Regions from separate parts of the Anas platyrhynchos genome. Here region 2 is linked to region 1. The links are chromatin contacts, called in public Hi-C maps. All regions are on one chromosome and are shown on one strand. The core of a region is the stretch at or near the end of the contact, and the rest is flanking DNA. Distances in the headings are between cores, read along the strand shown.

Evidence for each region. Hi-C and Micro-C count contacts between places; a contact is called where the count stands out from the background.
Region 2: a Hi-C map of F5 follicle shows a contact between it and region 1, with 4 times the contacts expected there. The contact joins the promoter of RBBP7 here to the enhancer-like site in region 1. A contact is called at or near these places in 4 of 8 Hi-C or Micro-C datasets (F1 follicle, F5 follicle, small yellow follicle and 1 more).

What each region holds. Positions count from the first base shown.
Region 1 is chr1:127,925,973-127,931,311 of IASCAAS_PekinDuck_T2T, reverse strand. REPS2 (RALBP1 associated Eps domain containing 2) reads left to right here. Exons shown (of 19, transcript XR_005262566.2): 13 at 2,039-2,175. Among named protein-coding and RNA genes, the nearest start is that of REPS2, 61 kb to the left of the region's middle. Within about 2 kb of position 2,846, at least 3 of the 8 cell types and tissues checked have an H3K27ac peak or open chromatin away from gene starts, as enhancers often do. A contact at or near this core is called in F1 follicle, F5 follicle and small yellow follicle, where this site is marked.
Region 2 is chr1:128,014,198-128,019,536 of IASCAAS_PekinDuck_T2T, reverse strand. It overlaps RBBP7 (RB binding protein 7, chromatin remodeling factor), which reads right to left and starts at 2,187. Exons shown (of 12, transcript XM_027448019.3): 1 at 2,030-2,187; 2 at 1,790-1,934. The coding sequence starts at 2,045.

The sequences.
Region 1 (5,339 bases), core at 1,597-4,096:
AAAGTATTATATTATGTATAAAGTATATATTATGTATTGTTTTTGTCTCTTCTGTTGTACAGCCCTATCATTCATTCACCTTAAAGCTTTTTTTTTTTTTTTGAGCTGGTCAGGGGAGCTTAATTTCTTTTTCTTAGGCTATAAGAGTATAGCAAGAGCTCTCTCCTAAGCTTGTCAAGGGCTGCTAATAAGAGAGGATGAGCAATCCACATAATGAATGAAGGTGGAAATCCTCTGTGCTTAGGACCCACATCCAGAAAGACTGAACTGCCTTCTGTCATTTTTCTGCTCCTAGCCAAAGCTTTTTTTGTTGTCACGCTGTTTTAAATTCTCTTGATGATTACTGAATCGTGAAGTGCAAATATGCAAAATATACATAAAAATATTTTATGTAAGACACACACAAAGGCATTTAAACAAAAAAATGCATAAAATAGCAAGCATTGTTTAAACATTTGAAAAAGTCACTTGAATGTGACTACTGTGTCACACATGACTGTCTCACATGTGACTATATCTCACCGTGTCAATGCAGAAGTTGGGGCTAAAGTTCCTTAGGCACATCCTTGCACCCAGACCTTCAGCCTGGCACAGCCTGGAGGGCTCTACAGCCTCAGGGCTGTCTGTCTTCATGCATGCCTCACCACCAGAGGCTACGATTCGAGTCTCTTAGAGCTCCCAGCTCAGGAGGCTGGCTCTCTAGTGTGAGCTGTGCAGACTCTTAGCTGCTGACTCTGAGGTGCCCAGGTCTGCCTGTTGTAAGCAGCGATTCACTGTCATAGGGCTATGTGTTGGCACTGCTGCAGCAGGAATATTTTTACCTAGTAGCTGCTGTCTTATTCTTTCTTTAAAAAAAAATAAAAAAATCTCAAGCTGTTAGGTTGTACAATTGTAAGGCAAGTAAAATATATACCACATATTATGGAAAATAAAAGTATAAGAAAGTAAAAAACAGGCAAACAAAACCAACAAAAAACATTCCCATTTATTTCAGAGGGGTTGGATTAGGTCTTAAATGATATGGCCATGGAATTCAAAGCTCTACCAAGACCGAAAAATTCAGCATCAGCAGAGGTTTTTGTGTCACATGTAAATTTTGAAGCAATTGCAGCTTTCACTCCTGTATTTATTAAAGTTTACATCAGAAATACAGGATCAGCATTGCCAAACGTCTGTCCCGCTAAATAGCTGTGTTCTAACAACAGCCTGCTTGGCAAGAAAAGATCCGTTTCCCATTAGTGGGAGTTATTTCTGTTCTCCTCGAATGTGTTTTTGGTCTTGCCTGTCATGCATAATGTATTACAGTAAGTATAACATCTCACGTTGTCAATGCTCATTTTGAACAAAGCTCTCGGTCGTGCAGAAAAAAATGGTAACTGCAACCACTGAAAAATATTGGACACTATTCAGCAAAATCAGAGTTCTTAGCAAATGCACTGTGCTGGGATTAGCATGATATGGACTTACCTGGAGCGGCCTAGAAAGGTGTACTGAGATACGTACTTGAACAGTATGGGTTGCTTTGGATTCACTCATTTTTCTGGATTTTTTGGAATTTGGTGACAGTTTGCTCTGAAAAAATTTACTCTGGTAGTTAGAATATCACAGTTTGCAAAATATGTACTTGCAAGAGGCAAGTTGAAGCTATACCTCTATAAACACTACTCTCACAGTTGTGAAAGGCAGGCAAAAGAAGCTGTAAAGAAAATTATTTTTTACCTGCATTTATTCAAAATAGTTGCTGCAATTATCATAGTGGCAGTTAAAGATACACGAGAAGAGCCTGAAACTGTGGTATAAAAAAGCCTTAAAAAATATTAGCAGTCAGTGTGACCCATCCATTTACCAAGATGCATGGTTCCCTCTGTTGCCAAATAAATCTGCCTTGTTATAAGGGGAACTTAAGTCAGTAGGGCGAGGGATTTCCACCATGAACTTGAGTTCTGGTCAGTGTGTTTTTAGATACTGTTCACTGTAGTTGTGTAAGATGAATTTCTGAAATAAAATATTTTCTGCTTTTAAATCTTTTCCTCCTTAGGTCTTATTCTAGCACATCAATAGAAGATGCCATGAAAAAGGGAGAAGAGCCCCCCACTCCACCTCCAAGGCCACAGAAATCACATTCCAGAGCTTCCTCTTTGGACCTGAACAAAATATTTCAACAAAACACACAAGGTAAAGTTTGCTTTCTTTCCTTCTTTTGAGACCATTTAGGTTAGTTGAGTATTTGGCAAATTGATCTGTTTGCACGAATGCTTGACAATATGTGCATATGCTTGTCTGTGCTATAGACAGTAATATACTGTGGAACAGAAGAAGTTGCACTTTACTGCATTACATCACCAGTGAGGGGAAAAATCGCTCTGTTGCCATAATTAAGGTGATTATAATGTTTTCTGGCACGATAACAGGAAGCCTAACATATGGTAGTCTGTCATCACTGACTGTTTATAACTAGTCTTGCTGTTTAAACAGTTCTCATCAGTAACTACAATACATTTGATTTTTATTACTATTTATTTTTTTGTAGTTCAGAAGCAGGAAGAAAACCCTGAATGTTTAAACTGGGAGAAAGTGTAATTTGTCGTGCGCAAACGTTTTCGATGTTAAAGTCTTCCATATGCATGGGGGCAATCAGAAACCATTCTTTGACTAAAAAGAAAGGGAAATTTCTTTTGACATGGGTACATGTTGAGGGGAGAGAAAGACAGAGAATACTGGCTGGAGGGAAATGAAGGAAAACCATTCTCCAGTGCTTTAGTGTTGGAGCCTTGCTTTTGTGTTGCACAGCGAGCGGTGGAAAGAGGAGCTGTTTGTTCAGGAGAGCAGGCACCCAGCGTTGCTGTGCTCTGCCAGTGTCCTTGAACCAGGCCAGAGGTTTATGCAGCACACACCAATCATCTGATTCAAGGACTAGGTTAAACATGGTCATGTTTATGCTTCAGAGGAACGCCAAGGTCTGACTGTGTCAAGGAATGTTTTAACTGGGTTCTCTTATGTGGTTGTTGGAGTTGAAAGGAAAGAGTTTCACCTCTTGCTATATAAGACATTCTTTTGTGCAAACACCAGGCAGAATTCAAGAGTCCTGTTGTATGTGCTGAACCCTGAAACTCACTAGGAATAAACAAATTTTGTTTTTTCCTTACACAGAGAAGCAATTCTCAATCTTTGACTGTGGTTCCTGTGCAGGGATCTATTGCCCCCAATTTTGATTTTGTTAACATCAAAAAGAAAACAAATGGAGCCAAGTACACATTTCCTAAGGCAGCAAATATTCTCAGAATCCAGATAAAAAGCATAGCTGGAAAGAAATAAACTTGGATTTAAGTTTCTCTTGGAACACGAATGAAAGGAGAATGTAAATTTTCTAAGAAATCAATCTGTGAATGAAAAGTAACATCTTGCTTTGAAATGGATCTTCTTGAAAGTCACCATTACCTTTGATGTAAAGTGAATTCTTCTGGGCAACTTAACAAACTGAAAGTGTTATAAAACATGAGTGACAGAGAAAGGATAAATTATCGATACATTTTGTAGGACTTCATCACTGGAAATGGGACAAGTAATAGGGGATAGGCAATTGCTCATTTGGGAACCAGGAAAAAAGAAAAGAAAGTACTTTCGATACCCTAAAACTATTCATCATACTCAGTTCAAAATTATAGATATTTATAGCTGGAATGAGAATTGGCTCTAGGTTGACAAAACCTGAAATATTGTGTGCTACCAAATTGCAGAAATGTGAAAAGTCTTCCAGAAGTTCAGCTTCCTTCTTTGCCTGCAGGGTCTTGGCCTACAATTTTCTGCGCTCTTGAATGTGCCTTGGTGGCAATACTAAATGTTTGGGGTGGCCTTGTTTCAGTCTCTTCTAATGGAGCTCTTCTATTTTGTATCAAAAATGTGAATACTCATTGTGGAAGAATGAGGAGAAATTTGTTGCCTTAGAGGATTTAAGGAAGAATTTCTTAAACAATTTGTAGCCTTCCACTAATAAGGGTTCCAGTAAAAGTCTGCATCATCAGAAAGAGGAGGAATTAATCAAGCCATCCCAGCACCCCCAGGTACTGTGGTGCATTTACCTTGCCTTATTTTGTTTCGTTAAAAATGTCTGCATTGGAAATGCTATTTTAAGGTCTTTATTCTATGAAGAAACGTGAGCATGCTCTTTTCCATCATTAAGTCCCGAACGTTTGTTATTCTGTAACATCCTATTGATAATAAGACTTTATACAGTTGCTTTATTTTCTTCTACTTATCTTATTTTCACCACCTCCCTTTTTTTCATTCTTTCTCTGTTAGACTTGGTTTTCATGAGAAGTTCCAGTCTTATTTTGTGTATTCAGATACCTTTGTCATCTAAAGACAGTTCTTCCTCATGGAGTGGTCATTGTTTAATAGCCAAATGCTCTAATGAGGTGCAATTTCTAAAAACAGAGTTTGCAAGGCAGCAGAGAAATTGAGAGCTGTCACCTTAAACCAAAGAGCCCTGGAAAAGCAAGTGAGTGTACACGCTCGTGTCAAGTAAATTGCTGACACTTGTATAATAACGAGCTGTATTCTTATTTCTGCTGACAGTATAAAGGATGAATTTAGAATAGTTTCCATCTGCAATCAGAAGATACAATTATATAGATCATGTGGTGGCAATGTACTATTTAGGTTTCTTGGTGATTGGGATAATATATCCTGGCATAAATATCGAACCTGATGAGTGTCTATCAGCAAGCTAGTTAATTACCTTCTGTCCTAATGTACTCTTGACTGATTTTTTGGTTTATGTTTTCTATCTGCTTTCCTTCCTTCCTAGGTTTTAAAAAACAGTCTCATTGTTAAAGTTGAGCCACAGAAATTAGCAGCTGGAACGGCCATCCCTTCTAGCACCTCTAGCACCACTGTGTTGCCTAGTGTCAGTACAGACGGTACAATTGGCCATTTTAACAGCTTTCAGGGTACATCCTATGGATTAGAATAATTCAGTTCTGGTACATTGGATTTTGTCCTATTAATTTTTGTTCAGAAATGATCACAATTGTGTGAGTTTGGTGAATACTGGCAAGAGTGTGCAGTAGTATTAAGTTCTGCTTTCAGTTCCTCATTGGTCATGTTGATCTATGGGTATGATGTCTTTAATTGTAAAGCCATCAGCGGTTTGGAGTGTTTTTGGGTGTATTTCATTTTTAAAGGGCAGAAGAAAAGTCTCTTCTCTTCAGGTAAATTCAGCCAATGACTGTGGCAGATCCCTCTTCTGTTTTGTTTGTGTTTTGCTTCATTTACTGCATGTGCTATATCATGCTTACCACCCATATTACGATAACCTAAAAAATAACTAACTTTTCAAA
Region 2 (5,339 bases), core at 938-3,437, 89 kb before region 1:
CTCAAGATCCAAACTTCTTTGGGGAGCTAAAAAAAAAAAAAAAAAAAAAAGAGACTTGCAGAAGAGATTATTTTGTCACAAGAGACTTGTGCAGTAGAGTGAGCTAGACTGACACAGGCAATCCAGTGAGACAGCCAGCTAGCCCAGCGTGATGATACAAATCAGTAAGAACTGCCGTTGTTACTCAAATGGGACAACTGAAATTTGCACAGTAGCTACATGGTGATACTAACACGTATTTGTATCTTCAATTCTCCCAGCAATTGCACGGTACTGATTTAGAAAGCTATTGATGCTATGTTCTATAAAACACACAAACTGAGGAAAGTGGCAACATATTTTAGTTACTTCTTTTATGAGCTTTTACTGGTTACTATTTTATTAGAGCTTTCAGATTCTTGTTTTTAAACTAAACCTGTCTAACCAGATCAAACTCCTCTTCTGGCGGTTAAATGCAGTATTTGGTAACCAGCAAAAGGCTGGAGGGGCAGTGACATTTGTTTCCTAAAGGAAAGAATTGAACAGTCAAGAACAAGCAGCTTCTGCATTTTTGAAAGCAAAAAAAAAAAAAACAATTAGGCTGTCTGAATCCAAGCAAGCAGGAGTCATTTAAGCAACCATAAACCACCGTAGGTATTGTTAACACTGCTTCCAAGGCAGTGTAATACAATACATACATTTTGACAGCAAAAAGGAAATGCACACAGAATGCACGCACACTTACTTGCATCAGGAACAGGTGTCCCATCATGTCAGGTGCCATACAAAGAGACAGTCCTTGCCTTAAATGGCTTACATATTTTGACACTGGGTAATTGGAAATACCAGGTTTTAAACTGAACATTAAGTCAATCTGCAAAACACGAGGCAAGCAGAAGTGTTCCTCATAAGGGCTCCACACCCTCAAATCCCCACTCCATTTTCTCCATGCCATGATTAGTTAGCTCACATCTCTTAACATCTTCCCCCAGACATCCTGGTATGCAAAACTGGTTATCTAGCCACTAAGCAAAATATCATTTATGTAAGGTGGAATTTCAGAGTGGGAAGTGACCATCCTCCAATTATCCCATGAACTTTACATGTAAGATAATTGAAAACTTGACTGTATCCAGATTACAATAGCTGAGTGGGTACTCTGACAGCTGAACCTCTCTAGTAGCTGATGCATGAACAGAATCTATGTTCATCTCCAAAACTCTTTAAGAAATTAACTGGCAAGCATACAACTTTCAGAGGGAGGTGGAAAAATGGGAAAGCACCAGAAGTCAACAGCAAGCCAGGCACAAACATCAGCCTTATGAGAACAATAACCCCTTAAATAATCTCAAACTAGGAACAGCAAGAAAACAAACAAGAAAACAGAGAGATGATACGGCTTCTACAGAATAATTTGTAGCGTAAATTAAGAAAAATCTTCAAGAAGTTGAGTTTGTTTCTTAGTTTTCTGGGAATTTGCAATATAAGACTGTTGTGTCTCCTATCTGTGAAGTGGCAAAGATTTATCCCCTCACACCTCATGACATCTTTTATTTAGCTGAGCTACCATTCCCTAGGGTACCGAATTATGACTTTTTTTCCTCAAAGCTTCCGCATACCCAAAGGGTTTTGACCGCTGCAAGCACAATAAACCACGACAGTCCAAAACAAGCAAGCGACGGCTGTTTTTTTTACCAAACCTCCGTCGATTTTACCCTCGGGCGGGCAGGTCAAACAACCCCAGAGCCGGGTGCCTTATGTGCGTGTGTGTGTGTGTGCTGGGGGGGGTCTCATCCCGCCGTCCCCTCACCTGGTGACGTCGGGCAGCCACTGCACGGTGAGGCTGGGCCACTCGAGCGCGTGTGTCATCACCAGGTCGTAGAGGAACGGCGTGTTCTTCTTCCAGATCCTGTACTCCTCGCTGATGACGCGCTCCTCCACCGTGTCCTCCAGCGCTGCCATGAGGGGGGGAGAGGAGCCAGGGGCTGAGCGGGGGGACACCAACCTCCCCCCCACACTCCCTCCCAACCCCCAAATCTCCTCAGCCTACCTTCCTTGCCCGCCATGTTGGGGGGCGGCCGTTAACGGTCTCCCGGGGAGCGGTTGGGGGGGAGGGGGGAGAAACGGAGGAGCGCGCGCGGCTCCCGCCGCCGCCCGCCCGCTGCCGCCCCGCGCATGCGCGGCCGCCGCCACCGCCCGGGCACCTCAGCCAATGGCGCCCGCGGCGCTGTGAGGGGAGGGAGGGCTGAGGGGAGGTGGGGCTGGAAATAAAAACTGCGGGGGCTTTACGTGAATAAAAACAGGTCCACCGGCTGAGGACTTTATTTATTTATTCGTTATCTATCTATCTATCTATCTATCTATCTATCTATCTATCTATCTATCTAATCGATGGTGGTGATGATGAATGTGTCTCAAATGCCTGTGACCCAAATGTGACTTGCGCTCAAATTCCTCGCGGGGCGGGGGAATATTAAAATAACAATAATAATTCAACACCCCTGAAAGTGCCAGATTTGGGAGAGGAGCGAGCATGCTGCCACGCTGTGGCCCCCTCTGAGCTCTCCTCCCCGTGTGGCAGCAGCCCGTGCACGCAGGGCATTGGCGCTGGGGGTGGAGAGGAGCGGTGCTGTTATTTATTGGCACATTTATAAGTTTTTATGAGCAGGACCCCGGGTAAATTCGGGAAGGAGGGGCAGTGCTGTCGACGAGAGGAGAATGAAAACAAACGCGCTCCTTCTCCTCACCGAAAAATGTGAAAACCGATTTCCAACAATTACATATCCTAACGGCTTAGAATTTATATATATATATATATATATATATATATATATATATATATATATATTTAACATCAGTTTAAAAGAGGATTTTATCAAGAGCAAGCCTTTGGGGCACGGAGCCGGCTGCAGGCTGCCGTGCGGGGCCGCGGGCGGCAGGGGGCGCCGCGGTGCCACCGGGCGGGCGGGAGCGTCAGGGCCGTGTGGCGGGGCCGGGGGTGTGGTGGTCCCTCAGTCAGCGGTACTCCAGTTACTCAAGTTTTAAGTCCTTTTGGTGTTTAAACGGGGGCAGTAGTGCTGTCGGACTGCTGTGGGGACACGGCTTCTTCCAAGCTGTCACATACAAGGCAGAATGGTGGTTTTGCCGCGGTGCCCACGCAGCCGTTCTGCTCTCCTCTCTTGTTTCGGCTGCTACCAACCAAAAAAAAATAAATTAAATAACTTGCTTTCTATTCAGCTTGAATCAACAGTGCTTGCCGCAGGTGTCACCCTTAACCAGAGCAGATAATAACACCTTCCAGCAGAATAATGAAATGGGAACAGGGCGAACAAGAGGCAGTGCTTTTTAATTTCCCGCTGTGAAAAGAGTCCTGGTGGGCTGAGCCTCCCACCGCCCGGGCTCCAGTCCTTCCAGCAAGGATCCCAGTTATGGGAAATGTGTATAGGAGAGGCCGGCGGGCACCGAGGCTGGGAATAGCAGCCAAAGGTTGCAGCACGGGAACTGGGGAAGAAGTCAGAGGTAGGCAGGCAGCCGCCTCCCCAGCAGGAACCACTGCCTTTTTGGCCCAGGTGTCAAAAAAGAGAAATATTCCAGTGAAAAAGCTGAATAACTATATACTAGTCTTCCTCTTATACCTGCACAAACTGGAATTAAAGCCATGCATGGCATATTCAAAACATGAATGTTGTTAACTGGAAGCTGTAAACTAATCTGCTAGATAGGAGTGCATGGGTGAATGTGTTAGTGCAGACACAGAGCCCTGATCATGCAAGATGTGTTACCAGCTTGACTTTGGCTACGCTTACTTGTTGTTTTGGTATTTGCTGCCAAGTATGTGTCTAATCCTACAAAGTGCTGAGGCCTTCCTAAAATGTTAGAGTGAAGACTGAGCCTTTCAGAGGCTGTGTGTTGTTGCAGAGTGTTGATCACTTAAAACACAGATACAGGGTAAAGGAAATCTCTGTTGGGTTTCCTGACTGCGAGTGACCTCTGTTAGCTCTCATTGAAGTGTGATTACAGAGACCCTTGAAGGATCAACCCCACATGAGTGTGGGGTGGGATGCTGTTTGTGCCTTTTGCTGTGGATAGCAGTACTTTCTGCCACAGCTTACCTGGAATGTGGTGGGAAAAATGTGATTTGTGTTTGGAACAGTAAACAAAATTGTCTTTCAATGATTCAATGATGTCATGTTGGGCTTGGCTGAACTATAGATTTAGACAGGAATTGCTCCTCAACCCTCCACAATTTTTATAGACTCTGTTTAGGATCTGCAAATCAAGCTGGATTCTAATGGGGTGCAAGGAGCAGTGCTAGTTTTGATGAACGAAGTCTGCCACACCTATATATCAAAAGTGACCTGTGCAGTTCTCTTTTCCTTGTTAGCAATTATATTTGCACACAGCCAAATTTGCTTTTAATTTAAACCCACACAACACCCAAATCCTAGTGCTTTTCTCACATTGGGACTGTCATGGGAAAGACAGTTTATAACCATACAGCTATCAAAGAGTACACATCACCAGCTCTCAAGCTGGTTATTTGCAATTCATCAGCACGGTCGTATCTGTGGCCACACATCTAAAACATATCCTTTGATCCCACGCTTTGTGAGGAAAGTAATTATCCAAGGCCGTTGTTCATCATATGCAGCATGTGTAAAAGGTACGATAAATTAGTTTTGAAGTAAAACAGTGACTTGAATCATAAGCTTTATTTTATTAAGCTATACTCCTTTCAAGCCTAAGCGTGAAATACTGCATTTTCATTTCAGTAAAAAAAGAATCTGTCTTCTGCATCCTCAACTGTATGTGCTGCATCGTGATTCAAATTGCCAGATACACTTACAGAGAATTATCTGCACTTATTAATTTTCAGCTTGGAGACATGTGCTGATTTATTAGTCTGCAAAGAATGAGCTGGCTTGCCGGTGCTTATGTCTCTTATACATTATGTGGAGCTGATGGATGCTCATAGCAACAACTCAGCAAGTAGGTGTAGGCCTTACTGTGAATAACTATCTCGGTTAGAACATTGGTTAACGAGAAGTGGGCTTGTACAAAACCTCAAAATAGTCATTGGAAAAGTAAAGTAGCAGCCCCATGACTTATTATTCTCAAATATATTTGCTACTGTCATAGTCTTGGGAGCCTGTTTGGAATAAAGCATTGTTTTCATCAAACATGCTGGTAAGAAAAGCACACCACAGATTAATTGATGGAAACCTCTGTTCAGAATCTCCTGAAGTGCGATGGCATTCTTTTTCCCATTGCTCATCCACTATTTCTTTGTATTTACCCAACAGGTATTATCTCCTCGTTAAAAAATCTCACCTAATCTCATCAATACCCGGCCATCACAG